Linked DNA regions of Mus musculus: region 2 is linked to region 1. Evidence: chromatin contacts called from public HiChIP or PLAC-seq data. All regions are on one chromosome and are shown on one strand. The core of a region is the stretch at or near the end of the contact, and the rest is flanking DNA. Distances in the headings are between cores, read along the strand shown.

Region 1 (4,082 bases), core at 52-2,551:
ACAGATGCCTGTAGTTTCAGCTCCAGGGAATGTGAGGCCCAGTTCTGGATTCCATGGGTGCACACACACACAAAGCATACATGTGCCCGCGCGCGCGCGCGCGCGCGCGCACGCACACACACACACACACACACACAAATAGGATAAATCTTTTGTTAAATAAAGAAAACAACAAAACAGTCTCCTAATAGGAAGATGAGCAGATGTGGGAGGAACTGAACCAAGGGCCTGTGAAACCTCAGGTCATGTGACCTAATACAGGCTGCCCACCATGGCTCCTGTATTAGCTTGGACCGACCAGTCTGTACAGAGTCCACAGCTCCTGGTGTGTTTTCCACAGTTCATTCCTTCTTTCTTCCTCACTCAGCCGAGAACACTTTACATGAGCTCCGCTCATATGGTGGTAAATCTTGACTTGAACTGACACAACACACACGGATTTTCCTCCTACAGTCTAGGGAGAAAACACCTTGATTCCACATCTTTAAAAATGTGCCCACACTTGGGCACAGTCTGCTACATCTGACTACACTGTGGATTGTAACACGCCATGCCCATACCATGTGACCACTCCCAGATCCCCAAATTCTGAAGTTCAGAATTTGTCCGGCCCAGAGGTTTTAAAACAAGGCTCTGTGAGTCTTTTGCGGCCCAGGCCCAACCCAGAACAATACAAATAGACTAATCCTATATCCTCGGAATTTTCAAATCTTGAGATTTTTTTGTCCAGCCTATGTAACAACTGATTCTTGCCTTCCTCTTGCCCTGCGTGGGATTAAATGCGGAGCCTTTCATCCGCAGGAACGGACCACGTCAGTATACCATAGCCCTCACACACATTTAATATGAATTCACCAGTGCTGATTTAATACATATTAATGACATTTCCCCATGACTTTAAAAAAAACGTTTTGTTATTTATTTATTTGTGTGTAGGCGCCAGCACTTACATTAGAGGGTCATTTAGAGGCTAAAAATGGACATCAAATCCTCTGCAGCTGATGTTATAGTAGATTGTGAACGGCCTGATGTTGGTGGTGAGAACTCTGGTCCTCTAAGAGAACATCAAGTCCTACTAACCACGGAGCCATCTCTTCGGCCCCTTCCTTGCTTTTCAAAACTACAAAATCAACAAACCCCTGAGTAACACTCACAGTCCAGGCTGTTCTCCAAGAGTCACTTCGTAGCCAAGGCTGACCTTGAACCGCTGATCCTCTTGCTTCTGTCGCCCAAGGACGGAGCTTACAGGCACGTGCTATCATGTCCGGTTTCATTTAGTACCATAGATGAAACACAGGACTTCACAGATGCAACTGAGCTATACCCCCCAGACCCACATATCAACTCTTATGGTCTAGCCTGCCAGGCTGTCACTATGACATCATAGAAAGCAGGGTAAAGGAGAAAGACCACTGATGACTATAAATATTCTCACCATGGAGAAAGACCACTGATGACTATAAATATTTTCACCGGGTGCTGGTTACAGGCATAACAACTCTGCCATTTATATAACAGCAAAATGTGGTAAAATGGTTAAGGAACAATGGGGTCAAGTGTTCCTTAGTTTGCTCTCAAATAATCTGACTGTAAAGTTTTATGATTTCTTAGTGATGGCTGTGTTTAAAGACTAGCTCATAGAACTGCTCAAAAATTAGTAGTAGGCTATCTTGAGCTGTTCACAGTCAAACATGCTTCCGCCTCCAGCCCTGGGACACAGCCAGATCTGCCTCAGTGAATCTAGAAGCCATTTGACTCAAGGCCCTTGTTACAACCTGATTCTTCAGCTGCTCAGTATTCTCCACTGGCACCACAAGGCTTCCCCCTACCACCCCTACCCCCCTCCCGCCGCGTTTCTTTCTTTGTTCACTATTCATTCCTTCTCAGAGTCCTTGACTTTCCAGCACTTGAGAGCTCATTATATAAAACAAAACCGGGCTGAAGTCAAGAGAAGCTTCCCAACATTGTCCTTTGCTGGGATGCCTGGCCTGAAACCAGCCCAGTTCCCTGCTTACATATTCATTGGCTATTTGAAAATACATAAGCACACTGAACAATAAACTGCTTAAATTTGCCCTTGCCGGAAGAGCTATTAAAGGGGACTCCTTAAAATATATTGGGCCAAAGATTTTTCCTGCAGTAACTTTAAAAGAGCTTACATCCTCAGCTTGGCCTTTCTGCCACCCACTCTGAGCCATAAGATGTCACCAGGGTTGGCTTACTTCCTAATTCAGGGCCCCCAACACACTCACCCTTGGCTTTCTCACCTCATAAATGTGTCATTTCCAGAGCCACCTTCCCTTCAAAAAAAAAAAAAAAAAAAAAAAAAAAGAACTGCCTACCCTGAAGAGATGGAAGTACCTTAGAAACACTGATCCCAAGCCAAGAGCAAGAAGTTAATTTATTCAACCAACTTCTATTAAAAGGTTGCAGCCTGTGGGGTCATGAGATAGACCTGGGAACAGTAAGGGAAACCTCAAATCTTCAAAGAGTTGCAGCTTACAATCCAAGGGACTTGCACTCAAGCTGAAAACCATCTAATGCCCAGGCTCCTTTCCAAGCTAATTAAATTAGAAACCCCCAGGGTGGGATCTGGGCTGTAGAATGCTCTAACACTTCCCCGGGCGGTTCTAATGGGGAGCCAGAGCTGAGAAGAACTGGAAGCTAATGGGTAATGGTACCCTTCTGCATGAGCAAAGTCAGCCACTCCGTTCGTTCTGGATCTTGAGTGTGCAAAGAAGCCTGGGGACATAAGTCAGAGATGTCACAAACCTGGGGGCTTGCTAGAAATGCAGACTCTAGGCTCCTACATAAGACCCACTGAATTGAAGTGTGTGTGTGTGTGTGTGTGTGTGTGTGTGTGTGTGTGTGTGTGTACAGATGAGCACATGTGTATTTGCATGCATGGAGAGCTGAAGACGAATTTCTCAGGACACTTTCCACATTATTTTTTGAGACAAGGTCTCTCAGTTGCCTAGAACTCACATCATGCGGTAGGCTAGCTGGCTGGTCAGCCCCCAGGGGATCCTTCTGTGTCCACCACCCCAGCACTGAAATTTCAAGCATCCGCCACCACACTCTGCTTTTACAGTTGGTTCTGGGACTCAAGGCCTGAAGCAAACACTTCATGGGCAGAACTTTACGAAACCCCCACCACCTGCATTTTAATAAGCGTTTTAGGTAATCTGGACCCACAGTTACTACGGCAAATGCTGAATTCAAGCCAAATCCTGTTTTTAAGAAAGGGAAATAGGTGTACATTGTAAACCATAGTGACACTTCCACGGTGAGATGCACACAGGAAGAGTGTTGATCTGCAGGAAGTGCAATGTTGATAGGGAAGGTAGTGCTACAGCCAAACTATGCACAGACATTACAAGTCTATCGGGAAGGATGGAGGCCAGAGGGCTGCTCTCTTGAGACACAAAGTGAATAGAGTTGGAGAGCAAAAACACACCGCAGCATCACTGAATGATGAGTGGCCATACCTCATAGCCCCAAAGGCCAGCCTAGGGGTGGGAAAGTGGGTTTGTTGGTAAGGTACCTGTTTTGCAGAAGCACAAAGAGCAGACTTAGGGTGTGATACCCACATTTTAAAAGTGTTGTACAGGGTAGATGCCTGGAAGCCAGCACGGGAAGCAGAGACAGGCTGATGCCTGACCCTCCCTCACTGGCCAGGAGCCCAGCCTATTCATTGAGCCCCAGATTCAGTGAGAGATTTTGTCTCCAACAGTAACATGGAAAGCCGTGGAAGAAGACGCCTAATGTTTGAGAAGCAGTTTACGATATCCTATGACAGCCTTACTGATCACATTAACTTACTAGATTACTTTAAAAGAAATAACATCTTTACAGAATTGGGCCAAACCTCCTCCAAACCAAATTCCTTGTAACACAGTCACCAAGAGACATTGTATGGTGATTCACTTAAGTAAATTATTAATAAAACGCCCACACATGTCCCTTCCCATAGATCAAATTGAACACTCACGTAGAGTTTCAAGACACATCTGCTCTGGCTAATGGAAGGATGTAATTTAATTGAATATTACACAAACTCAGAACATTAAAGAGTTATTGCT
Region 2 (3,646 bases), core at 580-3,079, 260 kb after region 1:
GACCCCCCCCCCAGCCAATGAGAGACCTTGTCTCAAATGCAAGAGGGCTAGAAATATGACTTGGGGGGGGGGACTTGTTATGCAAACATGAGTGTCCCAAGTATGCACATTAAAAAAATAAAAATAGAAATAAAAACAGATGTGGTTGTATCCATGGCACTGTGAAGCACGGAGACAGGAGGATCCCTGCAACTTACTGGCTGCTGGTATAGCTCTGGGTTCAGTTGAGACAGCCTGTCTCAAAAGAATAATGCAGAGATAGATAGGACGGCACACCCAAAGTTTTTCTCTAACATCTACAAGCAAACACATGTGCACACACACACACATACAAACAATGCACACATATACCACATGCATACCATATAAGATGAATACGTCTAAAGCAACACCCAAGGCTCACCTCTGACCTTCATACACACATGTATACATGTATATACATATATACACACACATCACACACACACACACACACACACACACACACACATGAGGAGGCCCAAAGGAAATTTGATGCAGAACAGAAGTCTATGTCATCAGAGAAACCAGGACTGAGGTGACAAGGACATAAACCACGGAGTGCCAGCAGCAACCTGAAGCTATAATAAAGCACATTTCTCCCCTTGTGACTTCCAGAAGGATCTACCCCTGTCAACACCATGTCTTCACCCTGAAAAACTCATTTCAGATGTCTGGCATCCAGAATGGTGAGACAATAAAGTGAGGAAGTTTTAAGTCACTAGGTTGATGCTAAATTGGGGTAGTAGCCTAAGAAACAAGCTGATACTCCCTCCCCAGCCTGCTGTGACTTGTGGAAACATCTCTGGGTGGCTTTCACACTTCCAGAAACAGTCCATCGAAAAGTGTCTTCAGAATGACCCGTAGAATCCGTCCCTTTACATCCTGCCAGAATTCCTTCTATTATAGTCTACTTTGTTTGCAAAAATAATAATAATTTGTGATATAATACTTAAATAGTACAATAAAATTTGTTCAAGGAGAAGACAAAAATGGGAGAGTGAGCCCGGAGGTGTGAGCCAGAAATCCCAGCCTTTGGGGATGCAGAGACAAAAACATTTGGAGTTCAAGGTCAACCCTGGCAACAAAGTGAGTTCCAGGCCAGCCTGAGCAGAGTGAGCCTCTGTACCACAAAAACAGAGAGGGGGGTGGGGGGAGGAGAAGAAGGGAGGAAGGAAGCAAACAGGGGAAGATGGGACTGGAGAGGTAGCTCTCTGGTTTAAAAGCAAGCAAGGTTCCTGCTGTGGTCCTAAGCTCAGTTCTCAGCACCCATATCAGCCAGCTCACAACCAGCTGTAACTCCAGTTCCAGGTGACTGGGTGCCCTCTTCTGGCCTCAGTGGGACCGACACAAGGGCACAAAGACACGCGATTGAAAATAAAACAGAGATGGAAGCCTGAAAGGAGGAAAAGGATGGAGAGACGGAAGAAGGGAGGGGATGACAAAGAATGCACAGTTGAAATTGATATCAGCACCCTAAATCCATACCTTACCTCTGGAGTGTTATAATAAATTATTTAAATCCCAGCCGAGGTTTCTACCCCACCTTTGGTTATTGAGTTCCTGGATGAAAAACACACTCACAGCCTTCATAGTTACAAGCCTTAAGCAGCACAATAGCTGAACGGATGGATACCTCACCTCCAAGCTGTTAGAATCCACTTCACTATTGATAACCCTGAGTTATTACTTACTATTTACCATGTTCCATCTGGGCTGCTCTTAACTCTGATTGGGTAGTTCTCATGACCCTTGACCCTTAACCCATTGTGACTTTCCTTCCTCCTCTCCAGTGAGCGCTCCTCTCCCACAAGCCTGGGAATCCTAAACCCTACCTATGTCTCTTCTGCACAGCTATTGACATCTTTATTCACCAATCAGAATTAACTTGGGGACAGGGTCACATGAGCTGTGTGCAGACTCCAGGTCTTGGGGGCCCACACTTAGCATTACAATAGACAGTAAAAGGCGAAACCTCAACACTGGACATTTACAGAGCCATTTACCCAGCCGGTGGGATTATTGTGTTCTCTAACAGCCACAGCAAAGGATGTCAGTGTGTCAGTCGCTTTCCTGTTGTGATAACACACAATGACCAGAAAGTGGGAAGCTAAGAAAAATCACTTCTGTCACTGCAAACAGAGCAGAGAGAGGACTGAGGCCATGATCACTCAATGCCCACCCTCAGTGGCGTGCTTCCTCCTGCATGGCTGCACCACCTAAAGGTTCCATGACTTCCCAAACAGCACATGGAACCACACATTCAAGTACCTGAGCCTGTGAGGACATTTCTCACTCGTCACCACCACTACTACACTATTTCCTAAACTGGTCTGATCATAACAACCCCTTGGATACTCATTAACCATCCACATATCCAGTCCCTACCTCACTGAAGATCTATAAAAGCAAATCTAGTAGAGAGGTAGTTAAATCTGGATTCTAACAAATCCCCAAGAGGGACGTGACCCGCAAGAGGGTCAGAGTTCATCGTGTAAAACGAAGGCATCCTGTCAAGACTGAAATGATGTCATCAACTGTGTGCCTGTCCAGGTGAGATCCACAGCTGTCAACACTCCCCAGTTCGAAGATGGCTTCTTGGTAAACTGGTAAGAAGGGAAATAAAAGAACATACTCGTGCCCTAATTGAAGATAGGTACAGTAATAGATTCCTGAATTTCATCTTCTGTTTCCCTTTTCCTCTTTCCAAATTCACTCAGGGTTTTTTGAGGGAATCTCCGTGGACAGGAAAGGGCAAAGGATCAAGGTCAGCTGATGCAGACAAAAGGAGGGGCCTATGGATTCCATCATTGTCATCCAACATCTTCCTAGGGTAAGAGACCATGTGGATTTTAGCTGGTGTAGTACACACAAGAACAGAGGCTTGGTAGCAGGATGAGTCAGACTTAGTGTAGGGAGATACCGAGAGAAGCATGGATGAAGATCCTCTCAGACAGATCCCTGAGTGCAGCTCCCTTCCCCACCGTCAGCCTTCAGTCCTGGGAGTTAATAACTTTCCTTTAAGGCCTATACCATCTCAAGTTGCACCTAAAGGCAGTACTGCCATTGTATTAATCTTAGATTTTTATTCAATTTTTAATTATGTGTTTGGGGTGGGGGAGAGATATGGGCACAGGTGCATGATGCCCATAGAAACCAAAAGAGGGAGCAAAATCCCTTTGAGTAGGAGTTACAGGCAGCTGTGGACCACACAGGACCCACCTCACTAGCCACGAAGGAAGCCACCGGTCATCTCCAATGCAAGGGTATGTGCAGCGCATGCAGCAGGGAAGGAAGGGGTGAGGCCTGATGACATCGTCGCCTCTCTGGCTGTCCTTTCCCAACTACTCCAGCTGCCCTGAGAGAATGACTTTAATACTTAACTAGGATGGTTAGCTCTTAAGAAGAGATTTCTGGTCCAAAGCCTGGGGTTTGATTCCCATCAATATAAAAATATTAATTATGGGAAAGGTTTTGCCTTGCTTTTCATTCCTTGACAACTTTATTCGAGTGGATTCTGAATTTAGGGTATTTTTCACCTCTATTACCCTCCCCCCTCCCTCTATCCTTCTCCTACTCTCCCTCTTTTCCTTCCTCTCCACCCACTTTCTCTCAAGCCCTTCTTCTT

Evidence for each region. HiChIP or PLAC-seq counts read pairs in DNA pulled down with a chosen protein or histone mark.
Region 2: an H3K4me3 HiChIP or PLAC-seq map of stem cell-derived neural progenitor cells shows a contact between it and region 1, with 22 read pairs. The contact joins the promoter of 4930488B22Rik here to the enhancer-like site in region 1. A contact is called at or near these places in 5 of 39 promoter capture datasets (the 3T3-L1 cell line, the HPC-7 cell line, embryonic stem cells and 1 more), 1 of 15 datasets of contacts at CTCF or cohesin (the NIH/3T3 cell line), 12 of 484 Hi-C or Micro-C datasets (the G1E-ER4 cell line, astrocytes, bone marrow-derived macrophages and 7 more), 20 of 115 datasets of contacts at active chromatin or transcription factors (bone marrow-derived macrophages, a colorectal cancer cell line, craniofacial prominence and 13 more) and 1 of 9 other capture datasets (bone marrow-derived macrophages).

Annotation. Positions count from the first base shown.
Region 1 is chr1:184,452,065-184,456,146 of GRCm38.p6, forward strand. No RefSeq gene overlaps it. Among named protein-coding and RNA genes, the nearest start is that of Gm34229, 22 kb to the left of the region's middle. Within about 2 kb of position 1,302, at least 10 of the 459 cell types and tissues checked have an H3K27ac peak or open chromatin away from gene starts, as enhancers often do. A contact at or near this core is called in stem cell-derived neural progenitor cells, where this site is marked.
Region 2 is chr1:184,710,668-184,714,313 of GRCm38.p6, forward strand. It overlaps 4930488B22Rik (RIKEN cDNA 4930488B22 gene), which reads left to right and starts at 1,830. Exons shown (of 3, transcript NR_040627.1): 1 at 1,830-2,627; 2 at 2,739-2,851.